Linked DNA regions of Mus musculus: all the other regions are linked to region 1. The links are chromatin contacts, called in public HiChIP or PLAC-seq and promoter capture Hi-C maps. All regions are on one chromosome and are shown on one strand. The core of a region is the stretch at or near the end of the contact, and the rest is flanking DNA. Distances in the headings are between cores, read along the strand shown.

Region 1 (4,301 bases), core at 1,369-3,868:
CACTGGAGCCTCTTTGGTGAGGCTTCTAAGAAGCAGGGCAATTAACCACAGAGAGTTAACATCAGAAATTCGGGGGCTACAACAGTGAATAGCTGTGCTTGTTGAAAGCGATCCTGTGTGAAGGCAACCAATCTTGTCTCCAAAAGTTAAAAGCAACAAGATTAAAGTTGTCTGCTGGAATGTCCCAGGTATTTAATTCAGCTGCTAATTGGCAAAGGTCAAACACTAAGTCTGGCTACCAGGTGTATGGGGTGCCTTTGAGAATTGATAGAAAGCACTCGCTTTCCAGTAACAGAGGAGACTACACTCTAGGTTAACTCAGCTGGCTGATAGGGATTGATTTCTAGACCAGTCCATGATTGAGTCAGAATAACTGGTCACATTAAAGGAAAGAGAAGAGTCATTGTAACTTCTCTTTTTGATTAATTGTAGATGTAGGCTCTCAAGAGTTGCTAAGAAACCCCTTCTCCATTGCTTTTTTCTGATGGGTGAAATTATAGGGTGTCTTCAGAGGTATCTTGGATGAGTTTACAATCTGATAAAACCAGGAGCTATTAGAATCTATGTGAGCCATTCTCATTCAAAGCACCACAAACCCCTAGTCCCAGAGGGACAAGGGCAAGGGAGGCAAGTTGTTAGCTTGTCTTGAAAGGAACACTTTAGGTGACCTCAGTAGATGATCATCAGAAGAATAAACAAATATTCGAGTTCCTTTCTTCCTGACTTTCTCCTGCATTTATCCCCAAAGCACAAGTGGCCTGGGAAGCGCGGTACTCGTTGGCATTCACTACAGGAAGCTGGTACAGTAGGATAGGATTGCAAACCTGGATAGCAAAACCCCAGCCCAGAGCTGGATGTGTCAGGCTGTTGCTTAGGTGACAAGCAGAGAGAGAGGATGCTATGGGTTGGCTCTCAGATGACTCACATTTAGGTTGGATGACTGCCTGAGAAGAAAATGTTCAGCACAGAGCACCAATCATAAGCATATGCCGCCAACACCACTGACTGCTGTGCTTGGCTGGACTGGGATGACTTCCTGGAGGATAAAGTTGCTAAGACAAGGAACCCATTGTAAAGGATGATAAACTGAGCCCATCTTAATGTTTGATAAATTGAAAAAAAATCATGAGATGAACTTCTCAAGATGCTTTCTGCTGAAACAGGAAAAAAATGAGGTTGATGTGGAAGTTAGGAGAATGCGAGGTGGGCAGGAGAGTTTCAGTGGTGATTCCCAGTACTGACATTTTAAAAGCTGGTACTGGGGTTCAATGGTTAAGAGCACTGACTTCTGTTCCAGAGGATGTGAGTTCAATTCCCAGCAACCACATGCGGCTCACAACCATTTGTAGTGGGATCTGATGCCGTCTTCTGGTATGTCTGAGGAAAATTACAGCATACTCATATATATAAAGGCTGGCATTACTGTGTGTGTGCATGATGAGGGTGTGGAAGTGTGTGCATGTGTGAGAGAGATGTGGCAAGGGTGTGTGTGTGTGTAAGCCAAGGACAACTTTGTAAAGTCTGTTCTCTCTTTACACTTGTAGACTCATCAGGATTGTGTGGCAAGTGCCTTTGCTTACAGAACCCCCTCATGGCCCAGTATTGACATTTTAATCACTTAGTTTTTGTTATTGTTCCTATTGTCCTGAGTAGATGAAATAGATATCAAGGTGTGTGTCTTATTTAGTTTCAGTTGATACTCATTTTGACTAATATTGACTTCATACACATGGCTCCAACCTCTAAGAAAACTTTGCCCAATTCGTTTTAAAGAATATTCTAGAAAAAAAAATAAGCAAACTCATTTGTATAGTTGTGAGAAGATGTGTGTGTGTATTTTATGGTTAAATAGTAGACAAATGAATGTGTAAGGGGTCAAGTTCAATGGGGGTTAGGGCTGTCGGGGTCGGGGACCCAAGAAAAAAAGAAAGATATTCCTTTAGTATCTTTTTCCAAGCACTATAACTAGTCATGGGCTTTCCATGTTACCCAACAGGGCATCCAGCAAGACTCTGGTGTTCTAAATTTGTGCACCAAGAGATCACTGCAGTAAATATTTTCTGTCATTGGACTGTAATTATTATGCTTGTATACAATCAAAATCAACCAGAATTTCCAGAAGTATCCCAACTACTATAGTTACAAATGCCAATTGGCTTGGGGGGCAGGGGAACGTAGCTAATAATAACTAATAATTATAAACAGGACAAGAGAGGGAAGTGAGGGCAGTTTTACTTCAAACAGATTTACAAGATGATTGGCATGTATTCTTGGGGAATCCTGAGAAATGAGTCAAATCTCTAGTGGACTAGCACCCCTCCACCAGCACAGTAGCTTTTGGGTTGCCAAAGTCTCACTCTGGTAGCAAGACATCTTCTTTCTGAGCTGGGCACTCCTTTTGGTGGCCTTTCTCCACTACTCTCACCAGCGCTTGGACCCGCCCACCCTTCCCGGGCTGCGCTCCGCCCACCCTCCCTAGCCCTGCTAAGGCCCGCCCGCCTTCCAGGGCGCATCCTGTTCACTATCCCTGGCTGAGCTAGGGCCCGCCCACTCTTCTGGACCGCGCTAGGTTCCGCCCACTTTCCCGGGACACGCTCCGCCCACCCTCCCTGTCCGCGCTCCGTCCCGCCCACCCTCGCTGCGCCGGCCTCTTCCCACCAGCTCGGAGCTGCAGGCCACGGCCGAGGGGCGGGGCGGGGCGGCCGGGAGGAACCGCGTTGAGGAGCGGGAGGGAGATCCGCCGCGGAGTTACGTGAAAGTTGGTTCGAGTTTCCCGGTGTGATCCCTTGCGTTCGGCCGGCTGCTCCCGGGCTCCTTTCCTCCCTACGGCCTTCACGGTCCATTCGGCCCTTCTTTCTGCCACCGGCCGCCATGGAGCAGCCGCCGGCGTCCAAGAGGTAACGACGGCGGGAGCGGGATGAGGACGGAAGCAGCGGCGCGGGGCGGGGGCTACTAGGCCCGGCCTGCCGCCGCGACCCTGTCCCCGCCTGCTCGGCGCTGAGCGCAGCCTGGTCCAGGCGCCCACCGTTCGGCTCCGTCCCTCTGCGAGGCCAGGGACCCAGAGGGGACGCCGAGTCTCCGTGCCGACGTCTTGAGGGCCTGGTGCGCCGCAAATTGAGTGGCCCTCGCTGGGTTCCCGGCCCTTCTGGTGGCTAGGAGGGTTTGAGTAGTAAATTCCAGAAACCTGGAGATAAGGACATCAATGCACGCTTCTCTTATTCTCTCTCTCTCTCTCTCTCTCTCTCTCTCTCACACTCTCTCTCTCTCTCTCTCTCTCTCTCTCTCTCTCGATCAAGTCTTCTTAATAATATAACCATTCACTTTGTGAAGACAGATCGCTTATTTACAGTTTAAGGAATTAAGTATATTAATAGCCACGCAGAATGTAAAACATTATGGATGTGCAGCAATGACAGGTGTTTCCCCCCTCCCCCCAAAGTTCTAAAGAATTTATGGATCCAAGATAGATGGAATGTTAACTTAGAACCTCTCCCCCATATAGTTTTGCACATAAAAACAGTGATACTTTGGTATGCTATATATTGTTTATGTTTAATCATGGACATATTGGATGCATCTGTGTACAATATGTTTGAACTAATCATTTCAATCATCTTAGGAAACTAAATGTCCATTGATAAACGTTCATAATGTCTTCTCCCTGTTCTCCATGAATGAATAAAATAATTGTTTGACGCTGGGTAAAACATTTAACCTCACTTTCATTTATAATTTACAAAACTGTCTAAGAGAGTGCTATAGTGAAGATTAAAGTCTTCATGTGCTCTAATATCTAGAGATATTTAGATGTAAGGTGTTAGACTCATGAGGTGGAATCGTTAAAAAGGTAGGCACTTTGAGAACCGTTGTGAATTGTGTGATTAGACATGTGAGCCTTGGTTTCTGGAAACCATCTGTTCAGATGCAAAAAAGGGGAGGATGTGGACAGTTTCCCAGAAGGGACAGGCTATCCTTCTGGGCCCTGGAAGCAAGTCAGTTGTTAGATTCTAGCATGTTATTGGTGTCTTTCCTCTGGTAGTCCCTGGATACTCGCCTTCCCCACAATAACAGAAGAAAACCTGAAACTTTTTTTTCTTTCTGTTTTGGAAGGGCAGTAAAGGGGAGATCTTTGAGACTATGGCATAGGCCAGCTGGAATGACTGAATTGAAATAAAAGATCTGTGCTGGTTGGCTGTACTGTAAATTATCAGTTTCATTATAGCTGTAAGAAAATGCCTGCACTTGACATTAGTGAACCTGGACAATCAGAAGTTGTGGGTGACAATTCCATCGTGACTTAT
Region 2 (4,391 bases), core at 163-2,662, 1.0 Mb before region 1:
TAAGAAACTGTGCCCTGTTCATCTTTGCATGAATAGCATGTAGCTTGAGCTTACTTTTGAGTTTGGGTATTTTAAGCCTATTTGTCAACGCTAAGGAGAATCCTCAGAGAAGAGGGTAGTGGTTGTTACTAGCTTAAAGGTGGCAGCTGAGGTTCTGATTGAGACCTGTGTCAATTTGGAGAAGATAAAACTTTGAACACTGCCTAGGTGGAATGTCTTGTTGCAGTGGTCCCAGGAAGAAAAGAGTCTCTGCTCGGAGAAGACCAGCTAGACAGGCGATGGGGGTCAGGCTGTGCATTCTTGGAACACTGAATGAAAGCCAAGACTTTAAATGTATTTGGTGTGATAGGTTCTTGGCTGTTTCTGATCCCTAAAAAGGAATGTCTGAAACCAATAAACACAGTCACTCATTTATTCATAACTTTTGTTTTGTTGGTTTTTTTTTTTTTTTTTTCAGGTCAGTGGCTATGTAGCTTAGGCTGACCTGAAACTTGGTATGTAGACATGGCTGGTCTCTATGGAGATCCTCTGCCTCCTGACTGCAGAGACTATAGAGGTGTGACTCACAACTTTTTTCTTTTTTGTCTATTCACAAAATTTATATATTTGTTCACTGTAGAAACGAGGGCAAAATCATAAACTATTTTTAAAAAAAATCATTAACCAGGTGTGGTGGCACACGCCAGAACTTGGAAGGTGGAATGAGGAGGATCGGGAGTTCAAGTCCAGCCTGGACTTCATGTGACACGGTCTTAAACACACACACACACACACACACACACACACACACACACACACACACACACACACAAAACCAAAACCAAAGTTGGGGGGTGTTGCTGGGTTTATTGGGGCACTCCTGTAATCCTAGCCATTGGAAGATGAAGGCAGGAAAATCAGGAGTTCCAGGACAGTCTTGGCTACCTAACAAGTTCAAGTGGACTCCCAGGGACCACTGCCACTCTCTTAACCCAAAATCAAATAGTTAGGAAGTCAACCTCTCCGTCCTTATGCTGTATTTACGCCTTTACTATCCAAAGCTGTTGATAGGATTCTTTGACTTTGTACATCGGGCGAAACACTTCCAGGGATGATGCCTGGCACTGCAGGTTTTCTAACCGATGCGTCCCTCCAGTCTGGTCGCACGCAGTGATGCAGGGACCAACAGAGAGCTGGATGGAGCAGGGCGGAGCTGCGAAGGGATGAGGGCGGGGAGGCGGGGCGAGCGCTCAGACGGAAGGTGGGGAGGGTGGTGCCCTGGGCGGGGAAAGGTGGCAGGGGCGGGCTCGGCCGAGGCTCCCGGCTCAGGTGGGCGGCGCGGCCCAGGTGCGCCGGCCCGCAGCCGCTCCGCCCTCCTCCCAGGGGCGTCTCCCGCCCGCACGCCCGCCCGCACGTCCGGGTGACGACCGTTAGTCCCGCCCGCAGCAGACGGCTCGGCAGCTCCGGTGGGGGGGCATCTCTGGTCTCTAGTCGGGAGATTCCCCCAGGTCCAAGACTGGCTGGAGAGAGGCCGGAGAGTGCGGCTGCTGCGGGGCGGAGAGATTCCGAGCGACTTGACCTTCCCAGCCGCTGCCCCTCCTGAAGCCGTCCCGGCGCTGCTCCGGGCTCCGTTAATTGTTGAGGTTTTTCTCTTAAGTGGTGGTACCTCGGCATGAACTTTAAAGGCAAAGATGACAGACTTTGTTGTTTGGAAGCCTACCTTACTTTGACATGTCTTAAGAACTCAAGGTTGACTGGTGGTAAGATATTCCACTTTAATGAGAGCATCGGTTTAACGAAGCAGTTTTCTGACTTGTATAGGGCGTAAGTCTTTTTTTTTTATTTTTATTTTTTTTTATTTTGCGTAAGTCTTTGTAGATAGGAGTTCTGAGTGATTTATCAGAACTTTTTTTTTTTTTTGCCATCAAAAGGTTTGTTTGATTCATCAGCCTGTGGTTGCATGAATAATTTTCAAAGTTTGAAGCAGGCATTTTGGTGTATAAGCAAGATGAGGATGAAGGCAGCGACAGAGTCTCTGGTTTTCCCAAGTAGGGAGCGTGTATCAGGGCTCCTACTTTATTCCCAACGGTTTTTAGCTTCCATTTCCCAAATCTTATGCTGGTGAGGCACCTAGTGGTGAAGTGGCAGAACAGGTCACTTTTAGAATAAATTTCACATGGAATAAAATTCAATACAATACAGTAAATGCACATGCTCTAACTTTCGCAAATTGATTGAATTAATATTTTTTCAGGAGAAAGTGATTTATGAGAGGAAACATTGTAACTTACTATTTGGAGCAATTTGTAGAAAGCAGAGCTTAATCATCTTGTCCTACCAGGCATGCGCAGAAGTTAGTCATAAGCACAGGGGATCAGAAGTCAAAACTGCCCAAAAGCGGAAGAGGCTTAAAAATCACTTTGCTTTATAGCAGTGAGCCTCGGATCTTGTGGTTTTTGTAGCAGGTTATTTTGTAATATTTAAACTACATATTTAACTTACATACCATACATGTCTAAGTCCATGTGGCCGAACGAGAGAAATGACTTCTATGGCATGCTATGTTTGCATGTGTGTCACCCACAAATAAATGTTAAAAAGAAAAAACATAGTGGTTTTTTTCTGATTTATTTTTAATTATGTATGTCTGTGTATGTGCATGAGTACAGTGCCCATAGAGACATACATAGAGACACTATTGAACATGAGGATGTGAGCTGGGAACCGAGCCTGGGTATCTGGTGAGAGCAGTGCAAAAGCTCTTGACCTCTGAGCCGCAGCCCCAGCCTCGCCTGGTGAGCTTTGAAAGGAAATAACTGAACACAGAGACATTAGAATGTTGCAACCGAATATACACTTGCTAACTAAAATCATACAGTAACAAAATAATCTGAAAATAAGGCTGGTATGTTTTTGTTAAGAATAGTTCAAGTAAATATTTGTGCTTGGTGCTTTGCCTATGGTTGTCAAGTAATCAGAATATAATACAGTTTATAGCAAGGTGGTATTTTAAGTAGGACATTTAGGACAGTTTATTATGAAAATTTGTTTTTAAGTAACTTGAAAAAAATCACATAATTTCCTATTATCTATATTTAACACAAATTATATATTTTGTTATAAGTTGCTTGGCTGCACATCACAAAGGAAGAATAAACTTGTATCTACTTGGTAAAAACAGAGAGCTTGAAGATATCCCAAAGGCACTCAGCCAGCCACAGAGCAGGAAGCAATATGGACTCCTCTGCTGTCACTGTCAAGGGTCTCAGCCTCATAGACTTTTGTTCCACATCCTCCTTTAAATATAGGGGCCATCACGAGCTGTCAGAATCTTGCAGCCTTAATAAGAAAGAAGAAGAGCCTATGCTAACCTGTGAGCATCCTGAAACTCCAAGTTTAGGTTCCCCCAATTCTGCAGTATCTCCCAGTCAAATAATGAAGTCTGTGTCCCTAAGGAAGGAAAAGGATAAAAGCCCAGAACTTTGTGAGACTCCTAAACTCAGAAGGAAAAAATGCACATTACGCAGGCGGCTAGACTTTTCTTTCCCTCTTCTGAAGGGGGATTCTGATTCACAAAGCAGATCTCTGGAAAGTAACATAAGCCAAGGTGTTAGCCTAGAAAAACATTTGCCAGGTAGCACTTCAGGTTTCCCAAAGGAAGACAACTTTAGCCCATTAGTTACCAGCACGATAAAAACAGAGGATGTGGTTTCCAACAGTCAGAACTCAAGGTTACATTTTTCTCAGCACAAGACTTCCACCATTGAAGATTCCAAAGACAACTGTGGCTTGTTTGAAGTGGAATGTCTGTCTCCAATTGAAGGCAATGATTTTAAAGATTCTATCACACACTTTAGTGACAGCAGTTTAAGTGTTAGTGATGAGAATACATGTCCTGAACTTCTGGGCTCCTGTGGTAGCCAAACAACCTATGGAGCAGATGTGACTACATCTGTAACTCCAGTAAGTAGTCTCATAGCAAAAATCAAATTTAATGGAAACCAAACTCTTGATTCTTCAGGAGAGGTGAGAGACAGTCTTTTTACACCTGAAGACAGTGGCTTTTGCTCACTTAGCTGGGACAAATCAGAAGATTTCCTCTCTGACCAAGAGGGCTCTTTTCAAGAACTGCTTCAAAAACACAGGGTGACTCCCAAAGTTGGGGACCAGGTAAAAAAGCCAAAGCATTTTGGGAGGTTGAGAAGACTGTCCACTCTCCAGGAGCAAGGCTCCCAGTCAGAGGATGAAATGCAGACGGTCCATCCTAACTCTGATTCAGGTGTCTTGGAGAGTCTGCAAGGCTCTGAGGAGAAGCGTGGGAACTTGGCTTTAAGCTTTAAGGACTTATCAAATACTCCAGCCCTGCAGTTGGTGCAGGAGCTCTTTATGAAAAGCAAAAGGAAACGATCTCA
Region 3 (4,235 bases), core at 566-3,065, 1.5 Mb before region 1:
TAGGGTACCCAGCACACGATGGACATTCAATGACTATACTAATGGATTGATTTTAAACTACTTTCCTAGTAGACTGAACGGTGGTGTTTTGATGAATTATTGTTTTAACTAGAGCCTTATTTGAGTAAACAGATTTAGATTACATAGCATAATGTGTCTTCCTAAAGAACAGCCTTAAGCCGGGCAGTGGTGGTGCACCCCTTTAATCCTAGCAATTGGGAGGCAGAGGCAGGCGGATTTCTGAGTTCGGGCCAGCTTGGTCTACAGAGTGAGTTCCAGGACAGCCAGAGCTCCAGAGAAATCTTGTCCCGAAAAAACAAAAAAACAAACAAACAAACAAACAAAGAACAGCCTTAAATGATACTCATGTGTTAAGCATACAACATATTTTTCAAAACTGTTATCTTCCATCAATATGGGTGGGGAGGTGAAGATGGGGGAGAGGGGACAGCATCTGTGTAAGAGTCTCCGGACTTAAATTCTAACTGAGAAGAGTTATAACTAATTTACACTAGGCAATAGGCTAGGCTAACGATCATTGAAGAGCTGAGCAGTCATTTAACTTCTGACACCATTAACGGTAAAAATAGTACTATTTGCTTCACTTCCCACACATCATTGTCAAAGGATGTTTATAGAGGACTTCAAAAACTGTAAAACCTACTAAAGTGGAGTTTTTGGGTTGATGTAATGTCATTTCTACGAGTTGATATATTTGTGCCTATCAATCATTTATATTAATCCCCAAACCCTGGCATCCAAGAGCTAGATTAGGGTGGCCCTGACCTCAGAGATCTGCAAACCCCTCCTGCCTTTCCAAAGCTGGGTTAAAGGCGTGGGCACCACGCCTGGTGAAGTGGGTTAAAAGCGTGGCCAACCACGCCTAGTTAAGCAGGCTATCCAGGTTTGTTTGGGTAAGAGTGACAGATACCGAGTAATTATGAGAAACGCATACTTTAAAGGAAAAAAAATTTTTTTTTCGAGTCCTTTTTACCACTGTAAAAAATGTAGGAAGTGGCTAAGTGATTCCAACAGAACATCTTAAGCGCCAGACTCCCAACTGCCTTTATCCCATCCCCTCCCCTCCCCCTCGTCGGGGCCGCGGACCCGTGCTGGGTCACGCCCGGGACGGTTGGGGTCCGGTTGAGGTCAGCCAGCCCGCGGCCGTTGAGAACTCCAGCTCCCGGCAGGCACCGCTTCCGCGGCCCACGCGCGTGGCGGCGCTGCCCGCTGGGACTCGTAGTGCGGTCCGGGTAGGAGAACGAGGCAGTTACCCTGCCTCCTTCCGCGCACACCTAGGAAACCCGGCCGGCAAGGCTCACGCCCGCCCACCCGTTTCCAGCGCCGCTCGGGGGTGGGGGGCTAGCGAAGCAGAACCTCAGCCGGGGCGGAGGGAAGAGGCCGCCACTAGACGCGCACGTGGGGGGCGGTTGGCGCCCAGAAACCCGGAAGCCCCGCGCGCTGCCCACCCGCTGCGCTGACGGGTTAACGCTCTTTCGGGCGGGGGCGGGGCGTGTGCGCAAGGGGCGTGACCAGCGGCCGCGCCGAGGCCGCCCACTGGCCGTCCCGCCCTTTCCTGGCTTTGCGCAGCGGGAAGTCGGCCCCTGGCTGTGGCGCCTGCGCAGAAGCCCCGCCCCGCCTCGGGCCCAACCCCCACGCCCGCAGCAGCGGCAGCCGCCGCCACCTCTCCCTTCCTCTGCGCTTTCCTCCGCCTCCTCCGGCGCCGTCGCTCGCGTAGGGCCCTGGCGTCAGACGCGCGTGGGCGGGGCGAGTGCGGCGGGGGGTATAAGTAGAGGGTGCAGGAGGCGGTGCTTCCCCTTCTCCCCGGCGGTTAGTGCTGAGAGTGCGGAGTGTGTGCTCCGGGCTCGGAACACACATTTATTATTAAAAAATCCAAAAAAAATCTAAAAAATCCTTTGAAAAAACCCAAAAAAAATTTACAAAAAAATCCGCGTCTCCCCCGCCGGAGACTTTTATTTTTTTTCTTCCTCTTTTATAAAATAACCCGGTGAAGCAGCCGAGACCGACCCGCCCGCCCGCGGCCCCGCAGCTCCAAGCAGGAACCCAGAGACCGAGGCCTTCCTGCCGCCCGGACCCAGCACCGCCAGCCTCGCTCCCCCGGTTCCACGGCCGTTGAGTACGCGTCGATTCCGGTTGAATTTTGTCCCTCTGCGCTCGCCCCCGCTCCCCTCCCCCCGGCTCCGTCCCCCGGCCCCGCACTCGCTCTCCTCCTCTCACGGGAAAGGTCGCGGCCTGCGGCCCCGCGGGCAGCCGTGCCGAGATGAACCCCAGCGCCCCCAGCTACCCCATGGCCTCTCTGTACGTGGGGGACCTGCACCCCGACGTGACCGAGGCGATGCTCTACGAGAAGTTCAGCCCGGCCGGGCCCATCCTCTCCATCCGGGTCTGCAGGGACATGATCACCCGCCGCTCCTTGGGCTACGCGTACGTGAACTTCCAGCAGCCGGCGGACGGTGAGCGGCAGGCCGGAGGGTGGCGGGCGGGCGGCCATGCGGCCGGGGCGGCGGGCCTAGCGGGGCGGGCGAGGGGGCGGGAGGGCACGGCGCCGCAGCCCCTCGCGGGCCGGCACTTCCTCCTCTGCGACCATTTTCTCGCCATCGGTCGCTCTCAAACTTTAGGGCGATGACGCGCCCGGAGGGTGGTTGAGATAGCCTTCACCGCGCTCCCGCCACAAGCTGTGGGATTCGGGGGTTTCGAGTACCCTCCTGGAGCGGCGGGTGGAGGTACCCCTCCATCCCCTGCCCTGGCCCGGCAGTCAGGCCGGGGAGGAAGTACGATTCAGTGTTGGGAAATACCACGTGTTGAACCCTGTAACCTCACAGGCCCGAGGCCTGTTCCTGCCGGTGGCTCAATCGCTGGGAGGAGCCCTAGGCTTTAGAAGAAAGTTAAATAGGGTGATGCCTGGTGGTGGTGGTCCTTAGGGTCGTAAGCTCGTTCCTAATAGCACATCTCTGACCTGTGGACCAGGAAAGGCACCTTATACCATATATAATTGCTTGGGGTTTTCCCTAGATGAAGTATTCTTTAACCATGCCGTGGAGGAGGGGATGTGGAAGACTCTAGGGCACCAGACTCCTTGGCTCATTTTCAAACAAATTAGATCTTAAGTTTAATAGAAGTCGTTATTTAATGTATACATATGTATATTTTTTCTAAAATAGCACCTGTGGTTATGAATTTTAAACATGTTGACCAGTTTTGGTCCTAAATATTAGGGTAACCTGGATCAAATTATGCTGAGTTAATAGCATCCAACTAATGAAAGCTTCTTTGATTTTTCTTTCGTAAAGTGGTTTGGAATATCCATGAATCTTGGGCAATAATTAAGAAGTAACACATTGAGTTTGTTTTAAGTTTGACAATTCACTGAAACAGAAATCTAAGAATCAGATAAGATCTATGGCCTGATATCGTTGGGTTTTTAAATCTAGATGACTCTGATTTAGAAGTCAGCTCTGGGTTTTATTTTAGTAAGGAAGACTGGAATTAAAGAGTGGTCACTAGATTAAAGGTGAGATTTGGGGTAAGCAGCATCTTAAGTGATGCTCTGGTAAGCCAGAAGTTGTAGAAGGGCACAGCAGGTGGCCTGCCCCTTGCTCTCTAAGGGGCACTTTTAGTGTCACTTCATTACAGCTTTCAACTCTGGCAGGTGACAGAATGTAAGGTACAGGAAGGTAGCTTGGGATAGAGTAACCAGAACTTCTATGAAAACAAAACTTGAAAGACTTGAAACTTAGTGGTTTTCTTTTCTTTTTTAAATCCAGACATGCCCAGGTTTTAAAGGTCCTGGGATTTGAAAAGCCGAACCTCAAATTGCCATGGTTATAGTTAACTTTATACATTTGTGTCAGTGGACCAATATTCCAACTGCTCAGAATCTTGCCTCTTCTTTCTTCCATTTATTTTGTGGCTGTATGTTCAATGTTCCATCTTACCAATTTTTTTTAAACCAGCTTTTTCCTTTTTACAGTATTTCCTTACCGATTGCAGTAATGGACTAGGGTTCTGCTAGTGACCAGTTTTCAGTTTTGTAGGGAGATGTGACTCATTAAAAAAAACCCCAAGCTCAAGCAAAGTCAGCAGGACCAGGGGTGCTTAGGAGGTGTGGCCAATTGATAATGAGCTGGCTGCTGATTACTGTGCTCTAGGAGCTAGAAATTTCATTTACAGAAAAGTGGTTGGGGGGACTGTGGTGCTTTCTGCACTTAAACCCA
Region 4 (4,659 bases), core at 306-2,805, 1.6 Mb before region 1:
TGGGACTGGGAATTAGTGTGTCCAGTTTAGTAAGCTAAAGAACAGACCTCTGGATGACAAAGCAAGATTGCCCCTCTTCTGATTGCAGAGTCCCGCACATTAAGCTTCACTCAGTCAAATGATGCAGAGCTGAGACGATAGCCTGCCGGGACTGTTTATGACTGAAAAGATCACCCTTGACACGTGTTTCCAGTTGGAATGACAGACTGATGCTAATTTACTTGAACTCTTTACCTTACTGTGTAACATGGGACAGAAATTGAATGAAATGTCTAGTGTTGGGCTAACACGTTCATCTCTGAACTTTAGACCTACCACTTTTAACTGTTTCACTTCGTTTTCACTGGGTTTTGAACACCAGGGACAGCTACCACCCTTATTGTTCCCAAAATGTAATTACAGTAAACTACATGGAGAAAACACACATGCATTCCTCAGCCACAGATGGTAGTACTTTTATTGCTGATATTTTACTACTGTGCCTATCAAAGTATAGCGGAGACATCAACTGCATGAAGTAAGACCCAAGTAAAGAAGACAGGAAGACAATTGGGCAGCTAATCAAACTCACCAGTAACTTCCCCATACTTCAGGCCTATAGGCTCTGGGTTTTGGCTTTGCTACATATTATTCTTTAGAATTCTTCTCAGTTGACCTTCCATGGCAAATCTAATTCTGGCCCCCTTGCAGCCTTATTATGCCTTTATTAGGCAAACATGTTGATTGGAGTTTGTAAAAACTAAAAGCACCTTTTGGTTTATTAAAACACAAAGAAACCTTGCTAGTTAATGCACAAGGCAAAAGCCCAAACTATTTTCCAAAACAAGTCTGCAATTTATGCAGAGAAATCTCTTAACTTTCCCTGAGGTGTATATTCCATATAGACGTGTATTACAGACATTAACAGACATTTCCATTTTACAAAAGATTTAACCTAGTATCTTCTGTCAAATTTCTAGCACCTACTACAAAACTGCAAACATAAAAGCTTTTGAAATAGTCATTTTAAGTGAGTCACTCCCTGAAAGAATTTACATTACAGCCAAAGTAAGTTGACTTCAGTATCTTGGAGATAAAACCTGAATTAATTTGCTCATCTGCTTAGCATGTTATCTGTTGCTGTGGAAACCGGTGTGTGTGTTGGGAGGGGGGAGGGCGGTTGGCGAGGGGAGCGACACTGAACTGGTCACAGGCAAATCTCTACCTAGCTGTCATTTCAGGCAAATTATAATTTGTACAACAAACTTGTGATTCAAACAATGTAACCAACATTCTGATGAAAGACAGTGGTAGGGAAAGAATGCTTGTCATGAAGTCTTCCAGGGGGCTCTGGGGCTGAATTCCTGAGGTTCTTTTTCCAGTTGTGCTTAGTGTAGGCCCCAGAAGGGGCTCAGTGAAAATATTTTAGCTCAGAGGCGCACATTTAAAGAGAGCAAGGACAGATTCTTCATAGAGACTGCATCTCCTTTCAACTTCCGTCTCCTGGGTGGAGACCTTGCGGGTTCAGGCACCTGCAATTTCCGCCCTTTTCCTCCCCCCCCCCCCTTTCCGGGCGGAGGAGCCTCGCTCCTCCTCCAGCTAGAGCCCTAGGAACGGCCACGCTCCCTAACCTTGCTTCCAGGACCTAAAAGGGTCGGTCACTCTCTTACAATGCGCTAATTAGGAACAATGTGTCTCCCAATGAAAGCTCTACAGAGGGTAAAGTGCAGCCCACGACAACAGTTCGGTGTGTTCTAGCCTGTTTCCCCGCCTCGCCCCACGTCAGGCTTCTACGATCACGTCCAACCCGCTAGCCCAACCCTTTCCCCGCTCCTCCCAGCGACCACCCATTGTCCCCGCGGCTGTCACGGTGTGGACGCCGAGCTCGCGACTGGAAAGGCAGGGCGTCATTCAGCCTCGCGCTTTTCCCAGCCTTAAAAGGTCTAAGGCCGCTTCCTGCAGCCAGAAGGTAAAGCGGGCCGCCCGAGGGAGCAGCCGCGCCCGGGCCTCCCTGCCCCGGCGTTGGCGGAGCCGCTGCCCTACTCTCGGCTTCTGATCACAATGCCCTGGCAGTAGAGCTGCCTTCACCCTGCCCCGCAACCCGCCCACCGCCATTACCGGCGCAGAGAGAGGGCGGCCGAGCGGGAAGGGGGTGGGGGGGAACGCGAAGGTCCCGGATGTGCCCGCCAGTGAGGTGGGGGCGGGGAGAGGCTTCCTTCCGCGGGCCGCAGGGGCGGGGAGGGAGGGCAGCTCGCGGGGGCGGCGGGGAGCGAACCGAGCACGCGGGTGAAGGCAGGGTCGGGAGCGGAGCGGAGCGCGAGTACGCGCTCTCCTCCGCTCGCCCTCGGGCACGGGCGGGCCGGCCGGGCGCGCGCAGGGGAGCGGCGGTTGCGCCGGGCCGGAGAACTGTGGGCACCAATCAACGGTTGCCATAGCAGCGTTTGACGTCATCGTGCGTGTGGTGCCCCTGCTGCCGGGGCTAGTGATTGGAGGAAACCCCGTGTCTGCGGAGCGGCTGTAGCCTGTGAGCAGCCAGATCAGGGACAGAGTCTCAGCCTCGCCGCCACCGCTGCTGCCGCCGCCGCCCAGAGACCGCCGAGCCGCGTCCGTGTGCCGCCACCCACTCCGGACACAGGTGAGGAGCCGCCCGAGTCGGCCTCCGGTCCCTTCAGCCCGCCGCCGCGCTGCGGCCCGAGAGGGGTCTTCTCAGGAGGACCCGGGCGGCGGCTCGGCTCTGCCGGGCCCGGGCAGGCGCCCACCGCCGCCCCCGGCCGCTTGCTTCTGGCCTGCCGGGCTGCTCATCGCCCCGTTCTGGTCCCCGGGGTGGGGGTGGCGGATGAGGCGCCCACGCGCGAGACCCAGGGGCTCCCGCTCCCGAGGGCGACCGCGATCCGCCCCCGCCGGCACCCTGCTTCCGCCCGCGACTGTGACTCGGCCGTGGCGCAGGTGAGGCCGCCCCCACCCGGGGCGCCCCCGCCACCCCCTCCCCCACGGCGGGGGGCAGCCAGGTAGCACGCGGGGCTCTGGGGTGGGGCCCGCCAGGGACCCTGGGCTGGGCTCGCTGGGGCCCGCAATGCCAGAAAGGACTCTCGGGACGCGCGGTGGGGGAGGGGCGCGGCCAGAGCTAGGCGTGGGGGTACCGGGGCACGGGGTCCCCAGCGTCCTGGGCTGGTGGGAGGTTCGCATCTTTCCAGGAGCTGCGGCCCCAGGATGGGGGCTGCGCCTGTCTGGGTGGGGCCCTGCCCCTCCCCCTACCGCAGCTGTCGGGACATCGGGGCTTGGGTCGGACACCGGCGGAGGGGACCCTGGGCGGGAGCGGGGTGTGTCCGGCGCGGGCCGGCCGCGGTTCCGCTTCTGCGGGCGCGGATGGCATCGGGCCCCCGGGGAGGGTGATCTGCTCCCCCTCCACCACCACCCTCCGACTGGGGCGGGTGCACGGACTGCTCCTCCCTCTGCCCGGGTGGGGGGGCGATTCACAGTCGGAGTAGGTTGGGCTCCTTGACACAGTTCCGCCATGACAAAGAGAGTCGGGGACTAGCGCGGAGGCACCAGCCTGGGCGGAGCCAAGGAGGGGAGGTGGCTGCGGATGGCGCGGACGCAAGGACTAGCGCTTTAAAGTCACCGCTGCGCGGTTTCGGTTCGCCCCACCCTCCGGCCTCAGGCAGCCAAGGGTTAAGTGGGTGCGGCGAGTATTCCCGCAGTCTGAAGGCGAGGCCCAGGAGCGCTCGTTTTCCTGTGAGAAACCTAATCCACTTCCCCTTATCCGGGAGGTTGGCGGGGGAACGTTTGTACTGACTTAGGCTTACATCATTTTTGGAAGCAACATTTACCAGTGACCGTTTCTAATGTTAGATTTCGAGACCCCGGGGGAAGTATGGGTTCACAAATTTTAAATAGTTAATGCACGGAAGGTACTGTGTCTCGAATTTAAGCTAGCCCTATCCGTGTTTCTGTTCTGGACACTGCTCATTTGGCTACCAAAAAGAGGTCCTTTCTGGAAAGGTAAAGGAAAGAATTTCCATGGTGGGCGGCAGTGACTCTTTATTCCTACACTTAGTGCATTCAGGTTGTGACTTTTCATTAAAGTGTATTTTGTGGGATCACTATATGATTTAGAATTTTGCTCTTGGAATTGTTGAAGAAATGAGAAGTAAATTGGAATCTAGGGAACTTTAAAATTGAGCGAAAGAAAACTGGGGAAATATGAGGAAGACCAGCTTGAGGAGTTGTGACTGCTAGAAATCCTGCCGTGACTCCAGACTGCAGCAGGCAGCAGACATCGGAAGCGCTTGGCTCCCTCCATGTGCTGTGGACGCCCTAGTGCTCACTCAGAGTAGGAAGTGAGTGTGCCTGTGTGCTAGGCGAGAGTTCATAGGACGCTGTTTAGACACAGATTGGTCTTGGGCTTAGTGATTCCTGGTGGTATTGTGTTTAAGATAGTTTAAGCAGCAATTAGGCAGTTTTCTTCAGATAATTTTATACCATGATCAGCTGGCAAATGTTACAAGTGTAGTAGATCAGGGTGGGAGGGTGCTAAATAAAATAAAACTTAGTGGCTCTTTGATAAGAGTATATACATTAAAAAGCTAGAATATAATTACACTGACATGACTCACGATTCTGGAAGTATGCTTATAGGCATTGTAGGTCCCGGTCCCTAAACTGACCCGCACCCCCAAT
Region 5 (4,567 bases), core at 462-2,961, 1.9 Mb before region 1:
AAGACATTGTGGAGTTTACTGCTGTGAACTCGGATTCCCCCAGGGAACATCTGTAAGTATCCTCAAAGACTTTTACTTTTCCTCAAGTGAAAATGGGGTGCTATTGGCCCCAGCCAGAAAGAAGGCAGAGCTACCACTAAACACCTAGTGACTCCCCATAGACCCCGGTTAACAAAGTCCTGTCCTGAGAGAGAGAACTAACTCCAGCTACAGCTTTTGTCAGGTTCCTGCAGGAGATATGAATTAAAAACTCAAGGGATACTAGCTTTTGAGTATTCCCCCAGGCCACAGGACAAAAAGCAACAAACCAATCCTACTTCACAAGACTTCAGACACCACCTCACCCCTGCAGATGTCACAGTCTAGTTGCAGTGTCCATTGTCATTCATGACTAGACAAACAGCTCTTTGTATTTCCCAAGTCTAGATCCTCCAAGACTCTCAACCCAAAAGGCAGATTAACACAACAGTAAATGTGGCCACCATTAATAACTATGTTATAGCTTCTTGACATGTCTGTTCCAAACCTGTCTCTTTAGACACATTCTGTTCAATATTGTTTTTTCAGCACTTTGTTGGTCACTGGCTATACAGTAATAAAAAGGAGATTACAGATTACCATCAGCAACAGTAACAAAACTTAAACACGTAACTACATTTTAATAAAGGCTTGTGAGCATAAAGTGAAATGAATCAAAGATGAGCCCACTTCAATCATGGCCCAGCTGCGTTGCACCTTTCTGGCTATTTTTAACAATACTGTGACAAGGTTATCATAGTACAAGTAAAGTAGACTATGCTCATAGTCAACGAATTCTCTGGCTACTGGCAGGCAAGTTTGAGATTCTGACTGGGCATGGCGACACATGGTCATGTAGCTCCTGTGGAGGTGAAAGGGTTCAGTTCTAGGACAGACTGAACCACATAGTGGTTTTAAGGCCACAAAAGCAGTATACCTATAACCTAATTAGATCTAATGGGGAGCAGCTTGTTGCAGGTACAGGGCAACAAATGCAGAGATTTACAACGCCATTTCTAACCACCACTAGATGTTAGAATTGCAATCGCTCTTAATAAGGTATCTGAAGTTCACAACGTGGTCTAAATCAAGTGGAGGCGGGGAACGACCTTTTATTCTTTCCCCAAGTATTAGCAATCCAATAGCCAGCCTGCACAGGCCAAGCGAGCACGTTAGGATTTAGCCGATTTTTCAGGCTCAAGTCTCCATCTATGTGAAAGTCCCTAGTAAGTCAAAATACCCTGAGCACGGAACCAGTGAGGGAACAATGGCAGCGAGTCTGGCAGGGGGTCATGGCCGAGCGGCGGCCACGCGGGGCCCCGGACGCGACTCCCCCGCCGCTCCGGCTAGCGCCTTACAGGGCTCCCGGCTGGCCAGGGAAAAACGAGGGCGGCGGGGCAAAGGCCAGGCCGGGTGAGTGAAACACGAAAGAGTGACTGCTGAGCCACTCGGCCGACAGCCGCCCGTAGACCGGAGGTCACACACCGCAAGGGCAGGGGGACACGCTGAGACGACACCGAGAGAGCGGGCGGGAAGCAGAGGGGCGGGCGAGGGCCCCGCAGTTCCCGTCTTAGGCCCCGCCCCCGCGCGCTTATGTAACAGGGGAGAGCTGCCATTGGCCTGCAGACCGGAAGGACGCGGGCATGCTAGAGGGGCGGGGCAAAGCCGCCGCAGGAAGGTGAGGGGCGGGACCGCGCGGGCAAGCAGGCGGCGCTGAGGCGACTGGGAGTGCGGCGCGGCGTGCGCGGGCACGAGCGACGGGCCTGCCTCGGGCTCAGGCGCGGCGGGCGCGCGCTGCGGCGGGTGTGCGAGGCGCGGGCTGTTGTGCTCCCGGCTCTGCTCGGTCCTTCCTCTGCGGGTGGCGGAGGCCCCAAGCGGTGCGGGGCTCGACCCTTCCTTCCCTACTCGTCCTGCCCAGCTCTTCTCGCGCTGCGCGGTCTCTCGGACGCCAGACCGGCCCGGCCCGGGTAAGCGGCGCCGCAGGACGCGGGAGCCGGGGCGGGAGGCACGCGGCGGCGGGAGGCCGGGGCGGGCGTCGGACTCCCGGCGGAGCGGGCGCGGGGCTGAGGGCCGCCGAGGCCTCGGGCGGGCCGGGCTGCAACCGTGGGGTTGAGTCTGCCCACGAATGGCTGTTGAGAGCTGGGATCGTGCCGCGGAGCCGACCTGGGCCCCTTGCTCTGGCTGGTTGCAGAGTGTGAGCCCATTTCCTGGCTCCCCGGCCTCAGAGTAAGTTGTTTCTCTTTAAGCGGCCCCTTAGGGCCTCCTTCTCAAGAGTCCTGGTATTCCAAGAACTCTTCCTGGTTCGTAGCTCATTTGCAGCCTCCTGGGAAAGCTAAAACTTTTATTAAAAATCAGCTGGTAACTGTTTGCAAACGATTTATTGCCTTTCAGTTTGTCCCACTTAATCAGGGAGCGATTTATACGTAAGATTTTGTCAAAAACTCGATGAGCTGGTCAAGAGCAAATTGTAAGTTGAACTGTCCGAAAGCAGGTGGTTGGATCGTTTGCACTTCTGCTTTCAGAAAGGAAATCTGTGCTGTCAGAAGTTAGGGGCCTGCCCCGCTCAGCTAGCCTGTTAGAACAGATCTCCTTTGCCTAGTGTTACATTTTGTGTTTATTGAAGCGTTTGCCTTTTTGTAACCGTTGGTGGTGGTAAAGAAAATGGGTTAAATCTTAGGTGTTCTGTTGTGTTTTAGGAGAAGCCCTAAACGCAAAAGTTAAAAAATAGTTTTTGCTTATCTGATGGCATTGTTTTTACAGCACGCTTCATGAAAAGGTTATCAAAGTAGCTGCTTTAATTTCTAGATGGCAAGGAAAGTTCTGGAATTACTGATGTGAGGTTCTGTAACTTAAGCATAAAACCCTTAAGATCTGTTCACCAAGTAATTCACATACATAAGCCATGCTTTATGGAAGAGTTAAGATGTTTTAGACAATCAGAATGATCTAGTAAAGATCTGATACTAAGACAGGGGGACATTAAGAGTGTTTTCAGGACTGGAGAGATGGCTCAGCGGTTACGAGCACTGTCTTCTCTTCCAGAGGTCCTGAGTTCCATTCCCAGCAACCACATGGTGACTCACAACCATCTATAATGGGATCTGATGCCCTCTTCTGGTGTGTCTGAAGACAGCGACAGTGTACCCATATATATTAATTTTTTTTTTTAAGGAATGTTTTCAAAGCATTGGTGTTCATGTATTGAAGACCCACCATCAAAATGTACTTTTAAATATGCCATTGGAACATGGTGAAGTGACACAGGCCTTAAAATCCCAGCCCTTAGGAGGCAGAGGCAGGCAGATCTCTGTGAGTTCCAGGCCAGCCAGAGATATGTAGTGAGACAACCCCCCAATATACTATTGAAACTTAGAGAATTGATACGGCATTGGTTTAAAAACACAAAAATGAAATATAATTTTCATGACAAACAGTTTATATTTGCCTTGGGTGGGAATCGAGTTCATATATTAGGCTGGCATATTAAACATTCTCATGGTTGGTGAAAGACTGGATGGACTTCCAGTTTGCTACGTAATACTAGTGGGAATGTGTCCAGTACGTGTGTGTTTGTTTAGTTTCCATTGTGGTGGGGGATGATGAGGAGAGCTTGATTGTCACTGAAACACTTTTGACTTTATATCCAGTAGCTAAAGAGAATTGCAGTCAGAAAAGGCCAACCCTCTTCATAGTACGGTCCCTTGTACATTCATGTCTTTTAGTAATTTCAAAGTTTAAAATGTAATTACAGTGCTAGTCAAAGTGGCATTGGACCTCATTTTAATGTGCTTCAAAGCACTACTCTGGTAGATGCTGGGTGAACAGGTTTAATTTGTGCTGTCTAACCAGAAGTCTGGTTTTAACAGGAAAATAATTCTTTTAAGTGACAATTGTTTTAACTCATTTTTGTTTACTCCAGGCCATTAGTAGTGAAGAATAGAAAGAACCTTTCAGCTTTGTAAAAGGTACCCTCACACCAGGGTTCTAATTTGTCTTTACAATGTGTGCGGCTGGGCCAGTGAGGTGGCTCAGCTGGTGAAGGCGCTTTCTGTCAAGCCCGAGGGTCTGAGTTAGATCCCCAGAACACAAGTTGTAGAAGAACACACTCACAAATGCTCTGTGGAGTATGTGTATCTGCGTGCACACAAATAAGTGTAGGCGTTTGTGTTTCTGTGCAGGAAAGTTTTCTTAAGGAAAACTCTGGATAGTACAATAGTTTAATGAAACTTCAGTACTAAAAGGAGTTGCTGTGTCCCTACATCTCTTTTCTAGGATTAGATGACAGCACTTATTTTAAAATGTGCAAATTGTAAGTCTCAGTAGTGGATGCTAGCAGGGAGAAACTACCTTTGTAATCAAATGACAAAGGAAGACTAAACTTTGGACTATCAAACTTTTGAAGGTTACATGTAAAGTAAAAGGAAGTAAAACCATAACTATATATACATATGCAGTAGGCATGGGAGTCTGTTGAGGGAGATGTGGTCTTGCTCTGTGGACCAGGTTGGCCAGGCCATGTGGTCTTCCTCCCTCTGCTTCCTTCCCAACT
Region 6 (4,146 bases), core at 1,487-3,986, 1.1 Mb before region 1:
CTCGCCCACAGTAGCCAGAGTGATAGGTGTCTAATGAAAAACAGATGCAGTAAGCTTTTATAAAATCTTCTGATATGTATACCAATCATTTCGCATCCCTTACCGCATCCTTACAGGTATTCAATTCTCTGGCTCCGCAATACCTATCTGACCCCTGTCCTCTGACTCTCTACGCGTTACCCTGTATCTGTCCTTGCCAAGGCCTTGCACTTTCTGATCATCAAGCATCCTCGAGTTCAAATATCAGAAGAGTTGTTGAGAGAACAAAATAAAATATTGGATTTGACGCTTTTTATGCTGTTAGTTTGTGTCTTAGTTGTTTCCCTATTGCTATGATGACAAAACACCATGACCAAGGCAACTTATAAAAGAAAGTAGCATTTTTTTCCTCCTAGTTTCTTTTGAGGATTTAGTCAATCGGGCTTAAGGTTTTGGAAGGTTAGAGTCTATGATGGTAGAGCAAAGGCCTGGCGGTAAGAACAGCTCAGTGCTCACATCTGGAGAAAGAGAGAGAGGGAGAGAGAGAGGGAGAGAGAGAGGGAGAGGGAGAGGGAGAGGGAGAGGGAGAGGGAGAGGGAGAGGGAGAGGGAGAGAGAGCATTGGAGATGGTAGAAAGCTTGGATCACCTTTTAATTTAGTAGACAGCAATATTTCTTGAGCCAATGTTGAATAAATTACAATGGGTAAATTAGGAAGAATGCAGCAAAAAGCCCACCGGAGGCCAAGCAGCTTCTTTGCATGAATCCAAGGAGAAACGGTGACTTTGTAGCATGGTTTCCAGTCTCGAAAGTACATTTATCACCTGGAATTTAAAAATATACGGCTCTCCAGAGCCCCCTTCACTTGGATGCAGCCTAGGCATCTCAATTTTCCCACGTTCTCTTGGGGGAGGCAGCCAAACTTGAAGTTGTTGTCCTAAAGGCAAAGGGTATACAGCACAGAGAACAGAGTGATATTTAGAGGGCATAATAAATGGGACTCAGTGAAAGGGACCAAAGACAGGGTGTCTGTGAGAACCCTGGACTTCTGGCTTGGCTCTGCTTGGATGAGAGAAGTAAGGGTTGTTTTAGATAAGCCCCTGTCTATCTCAGACAGACTTGAGCTATAGGTTTGTCTTAAGGTTCTGATGCTGCCACAAAACACCATGACCAAGAAGCAACTTGGGGAAGGTTTATTTGGCTTACACTTTCATATCACTGTTCATCACCGAAAGAAGTTAGGACAGGAACTCAAATATGGCAGGAACCTGGTGGCAGGAGCTGTTGCAGAGGCTGTGGAGGGGTGCTGTTTACTGGTTTACTCCTCATAGCTTGCTCATCCTGCTTTCTTATAGACCCCAGGACCAACAGCCCAGGGATGAAACTATTCACAGTGGGCTGTCTCTCCATCAATCACTAATTAAAATGTCCTACGGCTTCCTACAGCCCAGTCTCATGGAGGTGTTTTCTTCATTGACGATCCCTTCTCTCAAACGACTTTAGCTTGTCTCATGTTAAGATAAAACTATCTAATACAAGATGCCTCCATAGATTCAAGTGGAGATGTCCTTCAGGTATATCTCTCTCAGGATATGCATATTGGACTAGTAAGTAACAGCAGACCCTTCCAATTTCTAGGAAGACAGAAATTTAATTTCTCAGAACTATGATGACTATAGAGAGTACAGGACCACTGTTATTCTGCACAATTCTTTACTCAAAACCCTTACCAGTCATTACTCCATTTGTACTGCAAAGCTACTCTTGCACTATCCGTAGGCTTAAAGTGTCCTGTAGATTATTGGGCATCGAATGCAGCCTTTTGATAGCATTTTAAGGTATACACATAATGGCTCTCAACTTCCAATAAATGGAAATCATATCCATACTTACTCCCTTTAAGATGTATGGTCAAAGACATTTAGCCCTAGATCGCCTAGCCTGTTTCTAACTGGGAAAAATTTACTGTGTTACCAAAGAGGCCAAGTGGGGTTTGAAAAAATATGGCTCCTTGGTGAGTTTCTAGTTTAGACACACTGAAATAAGGATCGAGTGATATATTTAGATTAAGTAACAGATGGTGGATGGACATTTTGGCATCCATCACATCCATTTCTCAGGATTCTAAGGAAATGATCTAAGTCCCCAAGAGAAATAAACGGAGAGGATGGGATCAGGACAGGAAAGGGATCTGTTTATTTAACTAACTCTATACCAAGTCTTATGTAGGTGAAAAATTCAAAGGGTGTCCGACTGGATCAAAAGCTGGAGGGGAATGGAAGACACAGGCTGGGCCAAAGTAACTCCTACTGTATCAGACATTGATAAGACCTGAGATATTTCTTTGGGGACGACTCGGCTCTGCTCTCCCGAGGGTTGCCAATCAAGCAGGTGAACAAAGGATTGAAAAGCTAAGTCAGGGTCCTGTCGCTCAGGAAGCGCTCCACTTGGAACGCGGCTCCCGCCGTCCCTTCCTATCACCTCACGGAGACGGGGTCGGGGTTACAAGAAGGGCGTCTCCCGCCCCACTGCCCGGCGCGTTCCGAGTAAGTCGCCGCCCGCGGGAGGGCCGGCGGCGAGAGCGCGCAGTGCGAGGCGAACGTGCTGGAGCCAAGGAACCACCGCGTCCCAGAGATAACCGCGGCTGGTCGACGTGGGGCGGGGCGGGGCTTGACGCCAAGACGCAAGGCGCGCTGGGCGGGGCTATGCCGGGTGGGGCAGGAGGGAGTGGAGGGGGCGGGGCCTGGGGGCGAGGGCGGGGGAGAATGGCAGTTGCTGTGTTGGTTCCCGGCTGCGACGGTCCGACTGGAGTCACAGAGGGGAGTTCGGGAAAGCGGCCGCCCGCAACCGTTCCACCGGCAGCTCTCGCCCTAGCTGAGAAGGTTCCGCGGCGGTGCTGAAAAGTCGTCCTCCGTTCTGCCTCCGCTTTCTGCCTCCGCGGGATGGGCCTGCTCGCCAGCCGCCCCGCGCCGCCGCCGCCCTGAGGAGCTGAGGTACGGCAGGCGCCGGAGCCGCGGGAGCCGGGCGGCTCCCCTACGGATGGGGATTCAAGGCGCCGCTCAGGCCTCGGTCTGGGGCCGGGAGACCGTTGCGGCCGTCTCCGGGGTGCGGGCCGGGGCGTGGGGGGCCGGGCCTGTGGCCCCGTCGGTGTTGTGACTGTCCACGGCGCTGCCCCGAGCGTTCCGGGGCGGCGGAGCGGACGAGACCCGAGGGCGGCCGCCGTGGGGAGGCGGCGGGGGCGGAGCGCATTCCTGACGGGTGAAATCGCCTCTAACGGGACGCTTTCCGGGCCTCGCCGCACACTGGGCGCCGCGGACTTCGCCCCCGAAGCCTGCCGCCTGGGGCCCGGGAGGGCGGCGGGGAGATGACCGCCTCCTTCGGGAGCGGAGATCGCGCACACAAGCAGGCACCGGCGCGGAAAGCCGTATAGCCTGGGGATGAACGGGGGTCTTCCGGACTCCACGTCTGGGGTTTTCCCTGCCCTCACCCCGAGTGAGGCCACCACTTTGAATTGCCAGTTTTTCCTTCGGTCTGGGATTCCGCTCTACTGTCGCTCTCTTCTCTTTTTCCATTTCCACTAATGGGAAGAAGTGGTTTAGGTTCGTTAATCCTGAGACAAGGGCAGCAAATAAAAGAGGGAAGAGAATGGTGAAGGCTATATATGGGAAAAAGAAAGGTTTAATTTTTGCTTGTTGGCGCCCTTGGAGATAGAAATACACGACTGGTGCTTTACTTTGTGTAGGGTTGAGAATGTCGCAAAATGTTGGTAATGATAGGACGGCCTTTAAATGCAGCTGCAATTTTCAAACCTAGGGTTGGCTATAAAGGCTGGTGTAAAATGATAGCAAACGGGAGGTATGAAAGCGGGCCTTTCCGTGGTTGGTGCCTTCAAAATATTTTGATCTTCCTCATTCTACTTTGTGTATGTTTGTGTATACGCACGCGTACCTGGCAGTCTTTGATTATTTAATATTTTAACCAGAATTTCTTGACCCTTTTCATTGTATGTAGTGTGACGAGATACTTGTCTTTTTTTCCCTTTCCGGTTTTGCTATAAACCGGTCTCTTTGCACATCCTAGTGCTTCTGTTTGTAATTCAAGTCATTTCCATATTTGCTTGCTTAAGCTTCTTTAACACAGAGCTGTCTGTATTGAATTAAAATGTAAA

The links. Promoter capture Hi-C pulls out the DNA fragments that hold promoters and counts their contacts. HiChIP or PLAC-seq counts read pairs in DNA pulled down with a chosen protein or histone mark. Capture Hi-C pulls out chosen DNA fragments and counts their contacts.
Region 2: a promoter capture Hi-C map of embryonic stem cells shows a contact between it and region 1, with 4 times the contacts expected there. The contact joins the promoter of Fbxo43 here to the promoter of Stk3 in region 1. A contact is called at or near these places in 13 of 39 promoter capture datasets (the 3T3-L1 cell line, the C10 cell line, HPC-7-derived erythroid cells and 9 more), 6 of 115 datasets of contacts at active chromatin or transcription factors (cardiomyocytes, embryonic stem cells, fibro-adipogenic progenitors and 3 more) and 3 of 9 other capture datasets (adipose tissue, liver and macrophages).
Region 3: a contact with region 1 is called in a promoter capture Hi-C map of adipose tissue, with 2.8 times the contacts expected there. The contact joins the promoter of Pabpc1 here to the promoter of Stk3 in region 1. A contact is called at or near these places in 1 of 39 promoter capture datasets (liver), 1 of 115 datasets of contacts at active chromatin or transcription factors (astrocytes) and 2 of 9 other capture datasets (adipose tissue and liver).
Region 4: a promoter capture Hi-C map of adipose tissue shows a contact between it and region 1, with 2.7 times the contacts expected there. The contact joins the promoter of Ywhaz here to the promoter of Stk3 in region 1. A contact is called at or near these places in 2 of 9 other capture datasets (adipose tissue and liver).
Region 5: a promoter capture Hi-C map of liver shows a contact between it and region 1, with 2.4 times the contacts expected there. The contact joins the promoter of Zfp706 here to the promoter of Stk3 in region 1. A contact is called at or near these places in 2 of 9 other capture datasets (adipose tissue and liver).
Region 6: a contact with region 1 is called in an H3K27ac HiChIP or PLAC-seq map of cardiomyocytes, with 5 times the contacts expected there. The contact joins the promoter of Rnf19a here to the promoter of Stk3 in region 1. A contact is called at or near these places in 1 of 39 promoter capture datasets (liver), 1 of 484 Hi-C or Micro-C datasets (embryonic stem cells), 4 of 115 datasets of contacts at active chromatin or transcription factors (astrocytes, cardiomyocytes, large pre-B cells and 1 more) and 3 of 9 other capture datasets (adipose tissue, liver and macrophages).

Annotation. Positions count from the first base shown.
Region 1 is chr15:35,154,123-35,158,423 of GRCm38.p6, reverse strand. Stk3 (serine/threonine kinase 3) reads left to right here and starts at 2,618. Exons shown (of 11, transcript NM_019635.2): 1 at 2,618-2,897. The coding sequence starts at 2,872.
Region 2 is chr15:36,161,882-36,166,272 of GRCm38.p6, reverse strand. It overlaps Fbxo43 (F-box protein 43), which reads left to right and starts at 1,412. Exons shown (of 5, transcript NM_001081253.2): 1 at 1,412-1,803; 2 at 3,104-4,391. The coding sequence starts at 3,214.
Region 3 is chr15:36,606,553-36,610,787 of GRCm38.p6, reverse strand. Pabpc1 (poly(A) binding protein, cytoplasmic 1) reads left to right here and starts at 1,815. Exons shown (of 15, transcript NM_008774.3): 1 at 1,815-2,474. The coding sequence starts at 2,282.
Region 4 is chr15:36,791,434-36,796,092 of GRCm38.p6, reverse strand. Ywhaz (tyrosine 3-monooxygenase/tryptophan 5-monooxygenase activation protein, zeta polypeptide) reads left to right here and starts at 1,555. Exons shown (of 7, transcript NM_011740.3): 1 at 1,555-1,948; 2 at 2,418-2,614.
Region 5 is chr15:37,004,546-37,009,112 of GRCm38.p6, reverse strand. It overlaps Zfp706 (zinc finger protein 706), which reads left to right and starts at 1,711. Exons shown (of 4, transcript NM_026521.4): 1 at 1,711-1,985. It overlaps LOC115488529, which reads right to left and starts at 3,407. Exons shown (of 2, transcript XM_030248876.1): 1 at 3,403-3,407; 2 at 640-2,257. The coding sequence starts at 3,407. The coding sequence ends at 1,309.
Region 6 is chr15:36,281,737-36,285,882 of GRCm38.p6, reverse strand. It overlaps Rnf19a (ring finger protein 19A), which reads left to right and starts at 2,736. Exons shown (of 10, transcript NM_013923.2): 1 at 2,736-2,971.